4 separate regions of the Mus musculus genome follow, and regions 2, 3 and 4 are each linked to region 1. A link is a contact called in public Hi-C, HiChIP or PLAC-seq and promoter capture Hi-C data. All regions are on one chromosome and are shown on one strand. The core of a region is the stretch at or near the end of the contact, and the rest is flanking DNA. Distances in the headings are between cores, read along the strand shown.

The links. A called contact is a pair of places that touch in the nucleus more often than the background predicts. HiChIP or PLAC-seq counts read pairs in DNA pulled down with a chosen protein or histone mark. Capture Hi-C pulls out chosen DNA fragments and counts their contacts.
Region 2: a Hi-C map of the N1E-115 cell line shows a contact between it and region 1, with 4 times the contacts expected there. The contact joins two enhancer-like sites. A contact is called at or near these places in 1 of 15 datasets of contacts at CTCF or cohesin (the NIH/3T3 cell line), 2 of 484 Hi-C or Micro-C datasets (the N1E-115 cell line and frontal cortex) and 2 of 115 datasets of contacts at active chromatin or transcription factors (embryonic stem cells and fibro-adipogenic progenitors).
Region 3: a contact with region 1 is called in a promoter capture Hi-C map of adipose tissue. The contact joins two enhancer-like sites. A contact is called at or near these places in 1 of 15 datasets of contacts at CTCF or cohesin (the NIH/3T3 cell line), 1 of 484 Hi-C or Micro-C datasets (nephron progenitors), 2 of 115 datasets of contacts at active chromatin or transcription factors (embryonic basal ganglia and fibro-adipogenic progenitors) and 1 of 9 other capture datasets (adipose tissue).
Region 4: an H3K27ac HiChIP or PLAC-seq map of embryonic stem cells shows a contact between it and region 1, with 5 times the contacts expected there. The contact joins two enhancer-like sites. A contact is called at or near these places in 1 of 15 datasets of contacts at CTCF or cohesin (the NIH/3T3 cell line), 1 of 484 Hi-C or Micro-C datasets (the N1E-115 cell line) and 1 of 115 datasets of contacts at active chromatin or transcription factors (embryonic stem cells).

What each region holds. Positions count from the first base shown.
Region 1 is chr2:135,438,261-135,441,282 of GRCm38.p6, forward strand. The region is part of intron 31 of Plcb1 (phospholipase C, beta 1); the gene reads left to right. Among named protein-coding and RNA genes, the nearest start is that of Gm31993, 100 kb to the right of the region's middle. Within about 2 kb of position 1,666, at least 73 of the 459 cell types and tissues checked have an H3K27ac peak or open chromatin away from gene starts, as enhancers often do. A contact at or near this core is called in the N1E-115 cell line, adipose tissue and embryonic stem cells, where this site is marked.
Region 2 is chr2:135,796,830-135,800,299 of GRCm38.p6, forward strand. All of the region lies in intron 2 of Plcb4 (phospholipase C, beta 4), which reads left to right. Among named protein-coding and RNA genes, the nearest start is that of Gm14210, 14 kb to the right of the region's middle. Within about 2 kb of position 1,317, at least 73 of the 459 cell types and tissues checked have an H3K27ac peak or open chromatin away from gene starts, as enhancers often do. A contact at or near this core is called in the N1E-115 cell line, where this site is marked.
Region 3 is chr2:135,887,093-135,890,545 of GRCm38.p6, forward strand. The region is part of intron 4 of Plcb4 (phospholipase C, beta 4); the gene reads left to right. Among named protein-coding and RNA genes, the nearest start is that of Gm14210, 76 kb to the left of the region's middle. Within about 2 kb of position 1,374, at least 19 of the 459 cell types and tissues checked have an H3K27ac peak or open chromatin away from gene starts, as enhancers often do. A contact at or near this core is called in adipose tissue, where this site is marked.
Region 4 is chr2:135,854,777-135,858,033 of GRCm38.p6, forward strand. The region is part of intron 3 of Plcb4 (phospholipase C, beta 4); the gene reads left to right. Among named protein-coding and RNA genes, the nearest start is that of Gm14210, 43 kb to the left of the region's middle. Within about 2 kb of position 1,500, at least 23 of the 459 cell types and tissues checked have an H3K27ac peak or open chromatin away from gene starts, as enhancers often do. A contact at or near this core is called in the N1E-115 cell line and embryonic stem cells, where this site is marked.

The DNA.
Region 1 (3,022 bases), core at 416-2,915:
CCTACTGTAATGGTATCAGAAACACAGTAAACAGAAAATCGCATCCATCCAGCCCTGGGGAGCCCAGGAATGATAGAAGTGAGCTTTTATCACTTCCATCGTCTGGTGGTCAGAAGTTTCACTGTGTCAGTCTACAAGATAATAGTTCCTAGAACCGATGGGATGCTGAGAGCCAGGGAGGTCACCTACATTTTGAATGTAAATACTCCAGTAATAAGTCCCTCTAAGGATAATAGGAAAAACATGTATTTGAAAACTTCTCAAGAACTCATACTATACCACACCACACACACACCACACCATATACACCACACATATACCAAACACATACACCAAACACACATACCACACATATACACACACAAAACAAACATAACAAACACACATACCACATACACACACACACACACACACACACACACACACATACACACATACACACACACACACACATTTCATTCAGGCAATGATGGGGATCCAACAGTCCATTCAACACTAATTTGTTACAGTTAGAATAAGTGGGTCTACATGTCATAACCTGGGTTAAACACTATTTAGTGAGTGGTTTCCCCCTGCCCGATATGACCAAGAGCCATAATTGAGTAGAAGTATAGAATGTACAGCCTCGCCAGGGCAACAAAGTAAGCCAAACAATGCAGGGTGGCTATGTCTGTAGTAATGGTAGTGGAGTTGTTGATACTCTCTAGCAGAGAAAGCTGTAGAGGTCTCCCATAAGACCCTTGCCTGCAACTCTACCTGTTAACTCCTGCTGTCACCAGCTGTGTGGTCTTAGGTGAGAGCTAAAGTACACAGTAGATGAACTGTTTTGAAAGGACTAGTCCATAGTGCACTTCCTTGACACCCGTGCTGGTGCGGGGTTTTCAGTGATGTGCAGCAGGTGAGCTGTGCACATTCTTGTAAAAAAAAAAAAAAAAAAAAAAAAAAAAAAAAAAAAAAGGCCTTTGCGCACAGTCCTAAAGAGTAACCTCCATGAACTCATTGGCTCACCAAGCAGGACTTTGGTAGAATCATTCCTCTAGTGTGTCAATGTCCTGTGTGAGGTGAGTAGACACTTGATAACATCTCCCCCAGGAAGTAGCTCAGGACTCTAAGGCTAGAGATGCTGAACCAGGAAAGATCTCTCAAATCCAGAGTTTAAGATCAGCCTGGCCAACATAGTGAGACCTCGTTTCCAATAAGACGGGATAGGAAGGACCCAAAGAGCAACTCCAACTTGAGAAACTATGAAAACATATGCCTATTAAGGATTTTCAAAAACAGTGTAGGGAAGAGGAAAGATAAAGCCTGTTTCTCTGACTGAATCTAAACATGTATTGGCCAGGAGTACAAAGCATGAGAAATAGTTCAATACATTATTTCCCCACTAGAGGGCAAAAATGACTCCACTATGCCAGGCTTTTCAGGATCCACAGTCAAAATGATTAATCATGGGGAGGCCAAAACAAGAAGCCTGAGAGAAAAAGAAAACAAGAACGAACGAACGGATGAGCATGCAAATGCAAAATCAACACGTTTGAACTTGAACTTTCCAGGACAGGGTGAGTTGTGGAAAAGGTCCTCTTCCAAACACTCTTCCCATTCTCCCTTTCACTTCCCAGGTTTTCTAATCCTCATTCTGCAATCCTCACTGGCACTCACTGGTGCGGGACCAGATCAGATAGATCTAGTGGGTGGGACTTTTCTCAGCACAGCAGGAGTCTTGGTGATTAGAAAGGCAAAGACTCTTATAAAATGGTCACAGCTCCAGTGGCCCTGTGCCAGCTGCAGGGGCTCCCTGACTTTTTCCCCTCGAGGAATCTTCCAGTAAAGCTGCAGCATTTACTGAAATAAAAGTACTGGTGGGTGAGGTGGCTCTTGGTAACATCTCTTTTCTCTCCCTGCTCTACCATGGCTCAGCCCCTTCCAGCCTCCCCAAGACTTAACCAAGATTACAGAAAGATTCCAGACCAGAAATGTGTTGTGTTTGGGAGAGGGAGGAGAAGAGGGAAATTCATGATGAAGCCTCGTTGCCTTTAAACTATTTATAATAAATTTCCACTAGAAAAGAGCCTTTGGCAGACAATCATTTTCTTCTGCTGCAGCATGACCAAATACAGTAAGTATTCAAAATGAAAAACTGAAAGGCAAGAAGAGGAGCCTACAGCTGGGGCAGGCTGTTTTCAGATCTCACACTAGTAGATGAGAGGAAACCAGGAGGGGAGCCCCACCTCAGCCCCAGTATCTCCCATTTTGCTGCTCTGAAGGGCTAGGAAGCCTTCTCCATTAGACAAGCCTCCTTCGTGCTTCACCTTAATTTTCCTCGCATAATTTTAAATACAGATCATGTCTACAGCGCAGCAATTAATGGATAGCCTAAAGACTTATTATTTCCAACTAATTGATATGTAGGAAAAGTTTAAATAACATAACAGGGATAGGGAAAATTTGAAATGATGTGTGCTCAGTGCATTTAGAGTTTGTTGGAGGTAGCGAAAAACACCTGAAGGAAAAGGGATGTGACCTAATGGAGAATTGATACAGGAATCTCCCTTTAATGTTTGTGAGCATATGGATGGAGAAGTGGCTCAAATATCACAAAATGGAGTTAAGATGTTGACAGGTTCTCTCCCACTCACCCCCGACCCCTGTTCTAAGATGCCTTACCAGAGAAATGGGGTTGAGACTGTATTTTGAACAATGTTGTTGGTAAGGAGGTAGAAATAAGAAAAAGAGGCCAGCATTTCCATCCTAATTTTTTGTTCTCCCTTGACACCAGCTGGAGGTGGAAGTCTCCAAGGTCAAGTTGACTTAGCTGCCATAGACCCTACCCCAAACGACCACCACCTCCATGTCCAAGGTCCCAGCAAAATAATGCAATGCATCACATTCCTGGCAAGTGTAGAATCTGCCACATGGACTAGTGACTTTTCAAAATTCACTAGTTCTATTTTTCTGCTTCTTTGGTTTTGTTTTGGTGGCAGTCTCCTGCCCACATGTAGCTCAGACTGACTTCAACTTCTCA
Region 2 (3,470 bases), core at 67-2,566, 360 kb after region 1:
AGAACATCTAAGTACTTCTCCATTTCATTTGACTTTGGTTGCTGTGGTTTCCTATAGTGACCTTATCTTGCTTCGTGTATTACTTGTAGCATCTCAGGCTGCTTGCCTGATGCCAGTAGCAGCAGCTCTGTCTGCAAAGAGCATGGAACTCTTCTCACGCTCTCCCAGAAGCTGGCTCATATCATGTGAAGTGCCATTCCAGGTGACCAGCCTATGTTGGAACCATTCATAAACCAGCTGCTTAAGTTCCTACTAACACCAATCGTTGTGGATAGGAAAGAGAACCGAGAGCTAGCTGCTGTCTTCCTATGCATTTGGGCGCCATTTTCAGTATGGTACCTGTTTTGGTGGTCTGGTACTAGTATCTCTGTTCTTGGCTTTGAAGAGTTTACAGTAGTCAAGTGCATCAGTCGAAAACAAATTATCATCAGGACCCTGTGGGCCTGCTCCTGATATATAGTCTCATGGAACAGATGGTTGACCAGTTGTGTGTGGCAAAAAAGCAAAGCAAAGCAAAGCAAAATAAACCATATAGATACCAATCCAAATTTAAATACTCGGGGAGAGCTTTAGGCCCTCCAAAGCTCTGGTAAGCTGTCCCTTTGGTTTGCTTGTTTGTTTGTCGTGGGGTTTTTTGTTGTTGTTTTTGTGCTTGTGTAGATTATGTAGGTAGAGCTCCCTGAGGTCCTGAGTTTGTGTTTTTCTATGTTTCTAGATTTACTGGAGATCACAGTTCTCCTGTGTCTCACATGCGTCCTCTCTACACCTCCCTGAAGCATCTGTAAACTTAGATTGATTATGAAATCCGCTTTCCCAGCAGCCTGGCAGAGGGGAATTATAACACATTGAGAGGAAACAGGTTTTTTTTTCCCCCCTTCTCTCTGGCATTTTTTTTTTCTGGAGCCATCAGCCCTTGCATTTCCCATGTTCCTAGTCTTTGTTTAATTTGCCCAGATTGTTTCTCTATTCTCCCAGTGATTTGACAGCAGAAGTAAAGGAGACGTGGAGGACTGTAACTGAACAGCCACAGGCCTGTGATAGGCCTGCCTTGTGTATGATCCCATTTCACTTTAAAAGGGTGAATTTGGTAGATAATTTTACTGCTTTGCAAATGAGGAAACTAGGTCCAGGCGAGGCTAATTGACTTGCATTCTCAACGATAGCCCATTCTCACTCCCAAATCCATTCTCTTCCTACGCCCCCAGGCTCTGGTTTGCAACAGTGTTTTCTCTCTTTATTTTTGCTTGCAAGGATGGGGGATGGTGAGTAGTCTGCTCTTCTGAGCCCTGCAGCTTCAGCTCAGACCCAGTTGCTTCCTGTTTTGCTTCTCAGCTCCCAGGAGGTTTGGCCTAATTCTATATATTTTTCAGAGCTTCTATCATATACTCCATCACTTGTTTCTTCTTCCCTCGTGATGGTGTCAGTTCCAAGGCTGACAGAGCAAGCACACAAGGTTCTCTTGTGTGAGAGATCCTGCCTCCAGTCACCAGAGGGAAATGGGAGAGCAAGGCAGAAGGCCTGACAGAGTGACTCCCAGAGGCCCAGAGGCCCAGAGGCCCAGAGGCCTTAGTCCTTGAGCACAGCTAACACACCATAGTTCCTGCAACTAGACTTGTGTGTTGTTTCTAGAGAGACTAGAAATTAGTTTCCAAACAAAACAAAACAAAACAAAACAAAACAAATGCAGCATTGAAACTACCATCCAGGACAGACTGAAGTTGATACTACCAGTGCTATTCTTTGTAGGCAGTATCATAGTTTCTGGTGACTATCCAATATTTAAGGCTTTCATTTATGAAGCGTGTCTGCCAGAGACTTCCAAAAAGAAAGATGTGTCACAGTGAAGATCATGTACCACTGAAGGGATTTGAGGAGTGGGTGCGCTGTTGCTCAGTCCTGGAAGCCAAGTCACATGTGACCATTTGAGTACTCTAAAGGAGGTTAGTTTGAATTGAGAGATGGTCATGTAAAGTCCACAGTAGATCCCAAAGCCTTGGAATCCAACAAAAACAACAAACTTCATTTTTGCACCAGTTACATGTGGATTAATTATATGAAAGTATTTGGAAATTAGTGGGTTAAATAAAATATTTTCTAGAAATTAAACCTACTTTATTTAACCTTTGTTGTTTTGTACTGCTGAAGGCTGAACCTCAGGCTTTGTCATGGTAAGTTGTTAAACCTGAAAATTGTGAGAGAAAGACCAATTGGACCGTTTTTTGAGCCAAAATTGAAAGCAAGCTTTAATTAAATACTGGTGAGGATGATGGACTCTGGCCAGATCAATTCCTAGGTTCCCAGAAAATGGCGACACATTTTGCAGAGGCTTAAAAATGTAAGCCTACATGGTCACTGTATTTCCAATCAGGCCAATCAGGGGTAAGCATCTATCCTGACCTACTTCCTGCCTATGTACCTTGTTTCGGGGAAGGAAACCCCGTGGCTTTGCTATCTCCCATAAACAACAGTCTCCAGCCTTTTCGGAAGCACCTATCTATCCTTGGGCAGGGGGTGCATACAGGGCAGGGTGACTTTGGCCTTGACAAAGGAAGTGCTCCACCATGGAGCTTTTGCCTCAGCTCTTAGCTTGTCTTCCTTGTATTTTCTAGTTTTCCCCATTGGCAAAAACCACACAGAACCGCAGTGCCATTGTGAATTGATATAACTGATGGAGCTTATCAGATTTCATAGGGTTCCGTGTGTGTTCAATATAGCTTAATTGCCTATGCAGATCCACAGGCCGCCACCACAGACAAATTCCGAGGATCTCCATTGTATAGGCTTCCTGTGCTGTTATCTCCTAAGATCAAGGGCCACGTCCTTTTCTCTGCTCTTTCTCAAGAAGAATCACTGATTTGTGCTCCATCTGGATAATCACTTCAAGTATGTCATGCATACGGAATGATGTAACGTACACCCTTTTGTGGTTAGCTTCTTTTTCAACACTCCCTTACCTCCGTCCTACTTGTTGGTCAACAGTTCTTTGTTTTAACCCTGAGTAGCATTCTGTCTTCTTTGTGTGTTTGTAATGATGACGTTGGAAAGCTTAATATTGCACATGTGACATGCATTTGATGCGTTTGTGGTCTTCCCCGTGTCTGTTGGACAGCATTGGTTTCAGAGTATTGTGATTGGAAGTCACCGAAAATGCATATTTCAATTGCATTTCCAATGATGTTCCAGCATTTCTATGTTAAATGGTATGTTTTGGTTTTGCTGATTGTTAATCAGGTTATTTGGAAATGAATAGGAATTTTTAAATAAATAGGCTATTTGGAAATGGACAAAAAGAGAATAAAATCATATCTAACCTGTAGGAGGTAGGTGTGTGTATGTGTGTGTGTATGTGTGTGTGTGTATGTGTGTGTGTATGTGTGTGTGTGTATGTGTGTGTGTATGTGTGTGTGTGTATGTGTGTGTGTGTGTATATGTGTGTGTGTATATGTGTGTGTGTATATGTGTGTGTGTGT
Region 3 (3,453 bases), core at 124-2,623, 450 kb after region 1:
AGAACAATGGTGTGGAACTAGGTCGAGAGCTTCTACTTCATCCTCATTGCTGTGTGCAAGATTATTTTCAACGTAGACTGACATGCTCTGATTTATGTTTTGGAGACAGCTCTTTTGGTAGCTGTTTAAAGAATTGTTTATAATGTGTGATATTAGTCAGTGTTCCAACATTATAAAATGTCCATATAATGAACTGATAACTGGTAAACTGCCCACTCTCTAATTCACACTCTCGGGAGACTAAGGCTATATAGCAAGTACTAGGCCAACCTGTGCTATGAGCATGATCCCATCTCAAAACTTGCTAGGTTGGCAAGCAGTAATGGAACAGTGTGGTAGACATTAGCTTACAGCTCTGGGTTCTGTCTGTCACACCACTAGAGTGATGAAGGAAGGGAGGCAGGAAGAGGAAGCAGGGAGGACACAATTCACTTTAGTTCCAATTTTCGAGGGTCCAGTGCCAGGTCAGGTGAACCCTAAAGTTTGGGCCTAAAATGGCAGTGATAAGGAGCACCTGTTAGAGCTGGCACACCCCAGCGACCCAAAGGCATCCCGTCAAGACCCACCTCTTAAAGTTCCATCAGTACTCATTAGTGTTACCATGGAGATATTCAAATTCTAAACCATAACAGAGGACCCTACAGGTTTGGGAGCACCAGGACTTCAAGGAAGGTAAGTTTGAATCCTTGTCCTTCCTCTGCCCCCTCTATATCCTCAGATTGTGTGTGTGTCTGTGTGTCTGTGTGTCTCTGTGTCTGTGTGTCTGTGTGTCTCTCTGTGTCTGTGTGTTTTGAGACATGTCCATGCTAAGTTGTCCTGGTCTGGCCTCAATGTTCTGCTTAGAAGTTGTTGCACCGGAGTCAACACCTGTTGCCTGTCTCAACACCTGTTGTTACACCTGACTGAACACCTGTTGTTACACCTGACTCAACACCTGTTGTTACACCTGACTCAACACCTGTTGTTACATCTGTTCTCAGTACCCCAAGGAAGTGAGAGCTATAAACGTGTGCTACCATATCAGGCTCTAGGGCTTGACATTCTGACATTGCCACATCCTTTGAACTCAGACAATGTTTTGATCATCACTGTGGTAGAAAATAGGGAATGTGAAGGAAGAAGGTCTGAAAAGAAATGGTTCTTTATCCAGTGATTTAGATTTTTGTGCCAATCTTCCTTCAACCATGTTTCCTGTCTTCCCATTCACTTGACTTCTGCCTCCTATAATAAAGGTTGTGCCAGGCATTTGGGCATTACGTCATTTGGCACAAACTCTGAAACGACTCAGAAATGCAAGTGCTAATGTCTGCCAGACTCTTGTAAAAACACCCAGGTCCTTCCTCAGAACAGCCTTTAAAATAACAGCATTGATAATGTTATCTGGCCTTCCCTGCCCACGGAGCTGGCTCCTTGTCATCCAAGCATGTGATAGTTAAAGAAAGACTCCTGTGGTTTGGAAAGTTCTGGCAAATAAGCGGCCATGAACACAATAGATTTGGTAAGAGCCATAACCCTGACATTTACAAGTTAAGACCTTGAACAGCTCCATCTGCCAGGTCACTGGTTTCACCTGAAACACAAACAACAAATGGACCCCAGAGGGCCCTAGTCCTGCAGGATAGGCACCCAGTATGCGTATGTAGCTCTTCATCTAGAAGATTCTACCACACTGACACACTGTTAGTTTTCTTGTGTTCCGAGAAAAATGTTCAGGCAAGCGGTCGGTGAGCACCGCAAAGGGCACACACAGGTAAGGGCTGTTCCTGATCGTGCCTTGCCGACACTCTGCAGACTCCTACTAACCAACCTCTTAGCTTCCCACTCCTTTGGCTCGATCAGTTGCCTTTCTCAGTGTGAGAGGTTGATTGACGGACGCCCAGGGCAACTCTGGGTTGTGCAGCACAGCTCTTGCTGCATGGGAACCTCTTTACTCGTAGGTGAGATTATAAGAGTGATTTCAAGACCTAGAGTTTCCAGCCCCTCTTTCAAGTCCCCAAGGTCTAGTTGTATATGAGCCAGAGATGGGAGGAGACACTCAGGATTGGGGCAGGATAATGAATGTGTATAATAATATCAAATGAGAGAGCTAGGGCAGAATGGTGTTACATGTTCCGGGATCCTAGCATTGGAAGGAAGAGGGCATGTAAAACTGCAGAAATGAACAGAGATGGTTTCTCTGAGGTAGAATCACTGTCCTCAGGATGGCAGTGTGTCTGGTTTGCCTCCTCAGGTATGTTGATGAAGTCTGAAAGGGAAGGAAGGGAGGTGTTACGAGTGTAAAAGTAAGGGAGTTTTAAAAACAGTCTGGGTTATTGATATTAATCTCATCATTTTTTTCTGTTTAGCATACCACTACATGGATTAGTGACCCAAGACAGTAAACATTTACACACAAACCACGGATTTGCACACATTATTACCAAAACAAAACCAAGCAGTTAAGGAAAAAAGAGATTCACTCAGAGTTATAAAAATATTCTCCCAGAACAATATGTTTTATAGAAACGAACTTACTCAGTGAAACTGCCAATAATTACATGAAATGGCTAGTATAGTCTGTTCTAATTTTTTTCATTCATTAGTATCTTCAAGCTTTCTTTTTTTTAGCACATTTTTAATTAGATATTTTCTTTATATATATTTCAAATTTCAAATGCTATCCCGAAAGTTCCCTATATACCCCCCCCCCCGCCCTGCTCCCCTACCCATTCACTCCTGCTTCTTGACCCTGGCATTCCCCTGTACTGGGGCATATAAAGTTTGCAATACCAAGGGCCTCTCTTCCCAATGATGGCCGACTAGGCTGGAGACACGAGCTCTGAGGGTACTGGTTAGATCATATTGTTGTTCCACCTATAGGGTTGCAGACCCCTTCAGCTCCTTGGGTGCTTTCTCTAGCTTCTCCGGTATCTTCAAGCTTTCTTATGTATCTATCTCTTAGTATAGAAAGTGTATCCTACTGAATTCTCTGCATCTGTGTGGCCTATCTTAAAGTGGTGGAAATGTGGCTAGACACAGCCTATCCCTAGTACTTCCCAGCATATACTGCTGTGGAACCAGTGTTTACCAAGCAAAGCTATTCTTTCTTCTAAGATTTGTTTTTGTTTTTAATCATGGGTATGGATGATGTCTCTGAATATGTGTGTTCATGTGAGTGCATGTGCCCTCTGAGAGCAGAAGAGGGCGCCAGATACCTGGAGCTGGATTGACAGGTGGGTATGGGCAGCCTGCTGTAGGTGTTGAAGATCCTATGCAAGAGCAGTGCTTACTTTTAACCATGAAGCCATCCCTCCAGCCCTAAACTATTTAATAAGGCCCATTCACCACTTACAAATGTTCATTAGAACATACAGTCTTTGTAAGGAGGTATTACTCTATTACATCTTTATCAAGTCATGTGTTTTCATATTTAATTATAAAATTGAACTTAGTTTCAAATATCAACTTTCAACT
Region 4 (3,257 bases), core at 250-2,749, 420 kb after region 1:
GGGCACACTTTCCTGTGGTTCAGCAAAGGACTTTGAGCTGGGGTAAAGAGACAGCTATCCCATGGGAAGAAAAAAAAGTTTTTTAAAGAGGCATACCACATATTACATAATAGATGCTGTTTTGAAAGTTTCCCCAGAATTAATTTCCCATATTAAATCATGTCTCAGACTTTCTCAGGAACTTTGCTTTTTAAAAGAACTGTTAAATTTTGTAGCAAAAGTAAAGTGTCATAACACTCATATGCTGACTCCAGGACAAGGATATCTTGTTTAAATTTGGGAATTGCTTTAGGCCTAAGTTTCCTCTCTCAAATGCAACTTAGTCACAAGGCAGCTTTCTTCAGGTTAGAGGAGAGAGAACACTGCACAACTTACTATTTGAAGTCGGTTTTAACCCTTAACAAGCATTGCCATGAATCTGAAAATTACCACATTCTATACATGTAAAATAACATTTTGGATTAGTGGTTCTTTAAGCTTTGAGCCATATCTGTTAGGCTGGTTATATTACCATATTCACAATAGCCCATGGCTCATTAGTTATAAAGGATAGGATGGTATGGTCTAGGAGAACTTCTAAGTAATTCAGTTGAACCATGATGCTAAATAGATGTTCAAGTAAAACTGAACACTAACATGTTTTACTCTTATGTTTATCACATATTTTATTGTCTACATTTTCCTCAGAAAGTATAGGCTCTTATGTTTAGACTGATTGTCTAAGTAGTGTGAAATGTAGATGTGAATGCTTTTCTTAATTGAATTGAGGATGACTTAAAAGCTAGGCTTCCTAGAAAATTGTATATAGCAAATGCATGTCTTTTCCTTCTGACTTGGTTTAATTAGAAAAAAGTGAGCTGGCAGAGAGCTCTGTGGGTAAAGACATTGCTATCTGATTATGCAAGCTTAAAGACCTGAGTTTGATTTCATAAACCTGTATAAAGGTGAAAGGATAGAATCGACTCCACAGAGTTGTGTTCTGACCAACACACATACACAATGCCATACATGTACTCTTAATCCTCATACACCACACACACACACACACACACACACACACTACACAACACACAACACACATATACATACTAGCGTGCTCTTTCTTTAATAAGAAAAAAGTAGCATTGAAGCTTTAACACTGCACTTTGAACATCTTTTTTCATGATTGTGTTATTGATATAGCAAGTGATTTACCAACAGGACCAGACACTCAAATTAAACATAAAATGCAGCTGGATGTTGTAAATGGCTGTTAGACAGTCCCTGCTACACAATACTGTTATAGAAGCCAGATGCCCTCACTCAGAGCCTTAGTCACTTTCAGAATCACATGGCCATACTCATTGCTTGGAAGGGAAGAGAATCCATTAATAAGAATAATTTGGGAAAAAGCAAACCCTGACATCAAACGGAATCGAGACTAAAACATAGACATGTAGCTTTGTTTCCCTGAGGAATAATGGCCTCCGTGTCATTGCTCATTCGATTATGTACTCCTTTTGTAGATAGTCTCTGGTTGTCTGCTAAGTGCCTATTACTGCTAGGGACTGGGTTTAGAGAATAGAGAAGGGGGGAGGGTCACAGACAAATAAGCCACGATCTTTTTCTTGTCAGGCTGCTCATACTAAAGAGTACATGTGTTTGCTCATAGTAATTAGTGTCATCCAGAAGGCGATGTTATAGTTTTATATGCTTCCTTGAAAAAAATTCACTGATAGATGATTAATCCTATTATTTTATGTTCTCAAATTTCTACCCAGGATCATTTGCTAGTTTCTAACTGCCCATCCTCTTCAGTCCCTGGAGATCCTTTCTCCTTTCCTGGATCTTCTTTATTTTGTCTTGCAGTAGGGTTTTATGCAGTCCAATCTAGCCTTATGCTCTCTCTATATGCAAGAATGGCCTTTGACTTCTCATCCTCCTGGCTGAGTCTCCTGAATACAAGTACTGGAATTACAGGGATGTTTTACCATAGCCAGCTTGGATCTCGTTTGTATTCCTTAACAATATCATTCTGTGCAACGTACTGAGAATGGGCTTTTGTTGTTGGTCATTTCTGCTTTACAGCTTAGGGAAGGTGAAATGCAGTCTGAGATGGGGTCCCAGCTCTCGGAGTTTTTCCAGGTGAGAAACAGTGGGCACTGAGGTGGGATGGAGGCTGTAGTTCTCAAACTCCAGGGACCTAAGGCAGGCTAGGCTAGGAGTAAGGATCAGTTGGAAGAGGGGCGAGACTTGGGTGAGGCTCTGAATGACAAAGGCCTCCTCCCATGGCCTCCTCCCATGACTGTCCTTGATGAAGGGAAGCTCATTGGCTAAACACTTGGGGCCTATCTAGATACCTCATTAGCATGGAAAACTCAAAAATAAAACCTTTTTTTTCTTTTTTTTTTTCTGAGACAGGGTTTCTCTGTGTAGCCCTGGCTGTCCTGGAACTCACTCTTTAGACCAGGCTGGCCTCGAACTCAGAAATCCGCCTGCCTCTGCCTCCCAAGTGCTGGGATTAAAGGCGTGTGCCAACATACCCAGCAAAACCTTTTATAAAGTTTTTTTTTTTTTCATCAAGTTTTTATGCTATCTGACCGGTTGTCATGGTCCTCTTAGTGGGGTAGAGAGGTCATGTCCTCCAGGACAGGAACCTGGTCGGGAACTAGTTCAAACTCCTGTTCTTCTCACTTCTAAGAGTTATTGGGGTTCTGAACTTGCTACTACCTTACCAGTTCTTCTGTCTGGTGGCACAGTCCACTGCCCCACAGGCCTTCAACCTCTAGAGGCTGCAGAAATCTCTTTCTCATTTTTCCTTCCTTGTTTGTGAAGATATATTATTTCTCGTTTCCTGCATTACAAATTACTCTGAAGTTGTATGGACTTATAAAACAGTCCTGGTTTTCTTTTCTCTCATAACTTGGTTTATTGGTCAGGTGATTTGGCTGTTCAGACCCAGTTCATCGAGGAACAGATGACAAGAGGTGGCCTTGTTCACAGATTTGGGGGCCATAGTTGTGATGATTGAGTGAGTGAGGCTATCGTTTCCCACAGCCTGCAGTGTTCCAAACAGAAGGTGTGTATCTAAGCACAGGGCATATGCCTGAGCACATGTGTAATGCCATGGAGAGAAATAGTCTCCCTCTTTTGATGGGAGAAGCTGCAGAGACATGCAAAAGAGTGTCTCTTTTAGTAATATACTGCCATTCATGCAGGGTGGGGGGCACATCTTGCCCTCTGAATGAAACAAGTAAAGTTCACTTCCTACAACTGCT